Regions from separate parts of the Mus musculus genome. Here region 2 is linked to region 1. The links are chromatin contacts, called in public targeted proximity ligation maps. All regions are on one chromosome and are shown on one strand. The core of a region is the stretch at or near the end of the contact, and the rest is flanking DNA. Distances in the headings are between cores, read along the strand shown.

Region 1 (2,824 bases), core at 111-2,610:
GTTCAACATGCTTGAGGGAGGCAGAGACAGGGATGACCGCAGTCTGGACCAGAACGCGACAGGTGCATGCTCGGCTATTCTGTATTGGAACCATTGCCCGCCTAGTTCTAGGCTTTGGGTGCTATGGGGACTGAAGAAGGCAACTTCAACGACTCAGTCTTTGAACTCATGAACCCCTGTCAGGTTGGCTAAAATCTCAGGCTGCAGCTTCCTGGATCTCACCTGGGTGAAAGCAACTTTTCCCAGCTCTGCTGAAAATCAGACAAGAAAATGAGAGCCCCCTTCTGTGTCAGCCCGTGCTTATTCTAGTCTCGGGAGCGTTGTGGGGTTTTTGTTTGTTTGTTTGTTTGTTTTGATTTTTAAAAGTTAAGCTAGTTTTATTCGCGAGCAAAGCATTCTTTCGTTTGTGGTAATTAAAATGGAGGAAAGAAAGACAGAACAAAAAAGGTCCATCAGCGCAACAATGAGAATAGAGAGAGAGTTTTAAAAGCTCATCTAAATTCATCTAAGTGGAGGCACTACACCGAGAATGCTATCCCGAAAAAAAAAAATTCTAATCCTAGATTCAAAACCATAAACACCGGTAATTATGGTGGACAGCAACAGCTAAGATAGTGTATAAACGGGGAGTTCTACACTCCATTTTAAGCCACCAGGTAAATGTCATTCTGGGTGACAAATAAGCATTTGGGCGTCATCCCTTGTCTAATTGGATGCCTGGAGCATACAGTGAAAATGCACGCATTCTCCTTCCACCCTCCTTCGGGTAACAAACTTCATCTCCTGCAAGCTGACAAAATGCAGACTGTTTTTTGGCTCACAAGTAACCCCACGCTGGTCACATATAGCTGTTTAGAAAAAAAAAAAAAACAAGACGTAACTGCAGAAAAAAGAAAGAGCTCTTTCAGCTGGCACTTGGGAGGAACAGACAAGAGGCCACATCCAAATCCTAACTTTAATTTGGGTTACTGAACAAGGATGACTGACTGTTCACGACTCCCTCCGAACAACAACAGACACACATGTAATGTGAAAGCGACTGAGAAATCTGGCTGTAGGGAGGCCACTGAGTTCTCTCGCATCCTATAAATAACACCGCGCATGCTGAGAAGTCACTACCGAGCACATAGGAAAGAGTGCGCGCGCACACACACACGTTTCATCTCCACTGACAGAGAGCACCGAAGTGAGGTTTGTTTAGAGGGATACAGATGCCTGAAGTCTGTAAGTAATGCAGTCTGCAGTACAAATGAAGCAGGCACTCAGGGAAAATACCCTCTGGTTTCTGGAGAGCAGAAGCAGGCAGGGGCTACTGAGCTGAAACCCGTGGCTCCGGCTGCATCGCCGCAATGCAGTGCTAAGTTTATTCACCAGGGGTCATCAAAGGTCTGGGTTTTTCTTTGTCTACTTGTTGACACATGTACACTGTGTACTTAAGAACTCCGGAATGGCTCAGCATTGCTCACAGGGACATACATATTACTGCTCACCCCCGCTCCTGCCAGCACTCCAGCCCCCCTCACCCCTATTACAGAGCATTCAATTATTGTTCTCTCTAGATCTTTACCAACACATTACAGGTAGCACATCCACTAGACACATGAATGGAAATACCTCTTATAACTAAACCAACTTGTTCGTCACAGAGACAACATGCCATCAAATTCGATTTTCAATTATTTATTATTTATTTATTTTTAATTTAAAAAAATCAGTTAGCATGTTTCAAAGTTAGGAAGCAAAAGGCTGGTTTCGCTATTGTTTTCCAGACTGCAAGTGAGTTGTGACTCCATCTCTTAAGATTTCAATCACTCCCTCGGGGCCTGGGATCTGAGGTCTGAGCAGGCCCATGGGAGAACAGGCCAACATTATTTGCCCAGGTTGGCCCCATTAAATAGTAAAGAATGGAGAACATGTTTTCAATGATGATCTTTGGAACTGACCTGAAGGGCAAGGTCTCATAGGTCTTGGTGATGCCGGTTGTGTCTGGAGGGAACATTGCCCTTCGAGCAGTATAAAGTGCTTAACCTCGGCTTTCCTTAAAGTACCTCCTGAATGTGTCGAGAATGGGCCTATTGTGGGCAGTTTGATTCTTTCTTATCCACTCCTCTGAACAGACTAAATTACAACTCCGGAAAGCTCAAAGGTGAAATGTCCTTCAACCACGAGGAAGAGATTCTTCTAGATGCTTCCCAGGGCTGCACAGCTCCTAAGGACCCAGACCCTCCTCCTTCCCTGAAGGACGAAGGGCAACCGCAGTATGGAAATGGGGGTGTTTATCTGTATTCCTTTACACTACACTTAAGATGCAATATTGGAACACTCAAATTACCTGGTTTTAGCATGTAACAGTTGACAGTGACTTCCAAAATATAACTCAGTCCCTTCATGCCATGCTTTCTGAACACAAGGTAAGTTCTTTAAGTCGGTTGCAGGCAAAAATGGCCTGTACACTTAATCCTCTTCTCAAATGAGATGGAAAAAAACCTTACAATCTGAGGCTATGTTGTATTAAAGCGAGACACAGAATGGAAAGAAAGTTGAGTAGAACTAACCATGCAATTGATGCATTTAGCTTGCAGTCCTCTGCAGAAAGCCAGGCACCGAGATGCCCATTCCCGCTTGACAGTTTTGTCATCGATGCTGTAAAACGACAGAACACATGAGTGTGTGGGTGTGTCCACAGGAGAAGGTTTGCTCAAGTTTGTTATTTGGGGAAGGATTGTGAAACCAATAGAAGATGGGGGTGGCTAGATGCAGTGAGGTCCAGAAGCTTTGGAAATCTCCACTCAGCCCTAGGGCAGAACAAACATCCAAGCAAATG
Region 2 (2,824 bases), core at 200-2,699, 350 kb after region 1:
CCCAGCAAAAAGCAAGGTGCTGCTGTCGTGTGGAAGGGGAAGAGAACACGCTCTTCATTCCAAAAGTTAGGTCAAAATAGTTTACTTATTTTTAATACTTTATTCTGGAAAATGCTAAGTATCTTACACAAGTAGAAATAACAGAGCAATGAACCTCAATGTATTGAGCAGCTAAATTTCATGTGGGGTATGGTGTGTGTGTATGTCTGTGTGTGTTAAGGTCTGTTACATATTAATTATTGAACTATGGCAGGACCTAGTGTACACAGTGAATGGGTATGTAGTAGAAGAACATATTCCGAGTCTCAAGACCCACCGGTTATTTTTAAGGAGTGCTGTGAGGATTAAATTAACCTAACAGTTCACAGCAAAATCATTTTCTTTCCCCTCCATTTCCCTGGAGGAATTTTAGGTTGAAGGGAGAGGTTTAGTGTGTCCTTCCTTCCTTGTCAAAACTCAGTTCCCTCTGGGAAGGCCAACACTCTGAAACTTTTCTCAGACACTGGCTGTTCTATGCATGGATGTATCTTGCCATGATTCCCTGAAGTAAGCCCCTACTTTGTGCAGAGGGCAAACACAGGGCCAGTTAGGAGGGCCTCAAAATGGCTCAGAGCCTCCCTCAGAAGGAGCCACCCTGCATGAAATTGGGAACACACTCCTACTTTCGATGTTTTTATACAGCGGAGTCCTCCATTTCCCCTTCTCCATAACTTCCCTCAAACTCCAGTCTTGTTAGTATCATCTAACCTTTTATTACACACTGACTGGGAATGGCCTGAAGAGGGCGTGGCCAAGGAGAACTCAGCATAGTAGCGCTTCTTCCAGAGGGCACACTCAGCAGTCTGGGTTCCCAGAGAAATGCCATCAATGAAACCTTCTAAAACACAGAAATTGTTCTGAATGGTAAGTCTGAGAAGCTGCCCTTACATTTAAGAGTAAAAATCCAGGACCCACAGGAAACACTGCCAATCTAATGCCTGCGACCCGCCATAGGAAAATGGCCTGGCCTTGGGTAACCCAACCAAGGATGAAAATGCAGCCAGTGCAGCCCCAGGAAGACATCTACAGAAGGCTGGGGCCAACCTCAGTCCTGGGGCCTGAAAGGCTCACTAGGAAAAGAGAGTCATATCGAGAATAATTGATTGACTTTTTTTCCTTCCCACTAAACATCTTAAGCGTTTAGCTCTATTCCCTATTAATCAGTGTGAGCTGGGGGCAAACCACCCAAAATGAACCTCAGCAGTATCTGGAAAAGGCTGAGGCTGCTGCGCTCAGCACAGTGAGCACCAGGCCCCAGCTTTGTTTAACAGTGCTTCAGTCTCTTTACAGATTATTAAAGGAAATATTTAACTAAAGGAAAGCTACTCGTGCACAGGATAATGGACATGGCCTCTGTCCACATGTTAATCATTTTACATAATTGATCAAACAGTCCTGCTCTCCTTCTCTGGGCCTACCCAGATCTTTAATTGTTTATCTTTAAAGTCCACAGCAGGAAAGCTTTGGCTTGTCCTCGCTTAGGTGGCTCGCCAGCTGCTCACACGGCAAGGAAAAACAATGTGTGTCTCACCAACAGATACACTGTGTGTGTACACATACACACAGAAAGGTGGTGTGCTGTGCACATTTGTGCGTGTGCATGTACAGGCCAGGCTTAGACATACCACGTCTTCCTCAGTTCTCTCTTATTTATAAAAGAGGGTCTTGCTCACTGAATCTAGACATCAGGTCGAGCTGCAGGAATCCCTCTGTGTCTTTTCCCCTGGGTGCCTAGATTAGAGAACTACACCACCACACCCAGGAGTTTATATGAGTACTCGGATCTCCACTAGCCCCTCAAATTTGTCTAGAAAGTGCTCTGCCAACTGAGCCATTTACCCAGCCCATAGGCTCACTGTAGTAAAGAATTAAACTGTAAACCTAAGAGACAGTGGAAATGGCTGGAGTCAATCAATGGTTCGTTTCCCATGCACCAAACTAGTGCTGCTTCCCCAGTGAAGGTAGTGCCTACGGGTTTGGCTTTTATTAACTAGATTTCCATTTATACTAACTGGGCTTGTAACTGTCCAAATTTTAGTAATGTCCTGATTGGACACCAGATGTCCTTTGGCGGGGGACCTTACATCCTTCCACTCCACTCTGACCCAGTATCTAGATCTATGCAACTTTTGAAGGGTCATTTCTTCTAATGGGACATTGTAGTAGCTCCAATCAAATGACCTCCTTTCTTTCTCTACAGGAGATTGACTCTCCTTTCAAGATGGCAGCCTCCCTTTAAAAGGCAGTCGGGTCTCTATATGCAGAGCTGGAAACCTCTCCCAGCTTGCCAAGGGACGTTTCATTCACGGCCTCCTGCTTTGTATTTGACATATACTTGTGGGTCATCCCTACACTGTGAATTCTAGAAGAGAATATCTCGTGTATTTATCTGACTTCCAGGGTATGGTATACTTCATACTGTGCATTCAATGATCAGATAAGAAAAGGAATAGTCCTGGAGTTCACATTGTCAGTACCGATGCTACATGAAGCAGGGTTTCCATACCCTGGCCTACAACAATATTCCAATGAAATAGGACCAAGACCCATTATTCAGCCCACTGCGCAGTCTTATTTTAGAGCTTCTAAGTCATTTCTCAAGTTCATCATCTTTTAAAATGTCCTTAAAATTCTCCTAAAGAATTAGCTGTTCTTCCTACTGACATGCATGTTTCTGACCCAAGGAAATAAAATATAAACTCTGTGCCATCAGATAAGGGCAGGCAGGCAGACAGGTGTCACTCCACTTTCTCATCCAAGTCTATGTGACTAATGATAGCTATTT

The links.
Region 2: a contact with region 1 is called in a targeted proximity ligation map of kidney, with 6 times the contacts expected there. A contact is called at or near these places in 2 of 39 promoter capture datasets (both in liver), 117 of 484 Hi-C or Micro-C datasets (the 4T1 cell line, the AML12 cell line, B cells and 56 more), 14 of 130 datasets of targeted methods (the NIH/3T3 cell line, astrocytes, a beta-TC-6 cell line and 9 more) and 1 of 9 other capture datasets (embryonic stem cells).

The regions. Positions count from the first base shown.
Region 1 is chr19:28,164,856-28,167,679 of GRCm38.p6, forward strand. No RefSeq gene overlaps it. Among named protein-coding and RNA genes, the nearest start is that of Rfx3, 160 kb to the left of the region's middle.
Region 2 is chr19:28,519,537-28,522,360 of GRCm38.p6, forward strand. The region is part of intron 4 of Glis3 (GLIS family zinc finger 3); the gene reads right to left. Among named protein-coding and RNA genes, the nearest start is that of Gm35866, 160 kb to the left of the region's middle.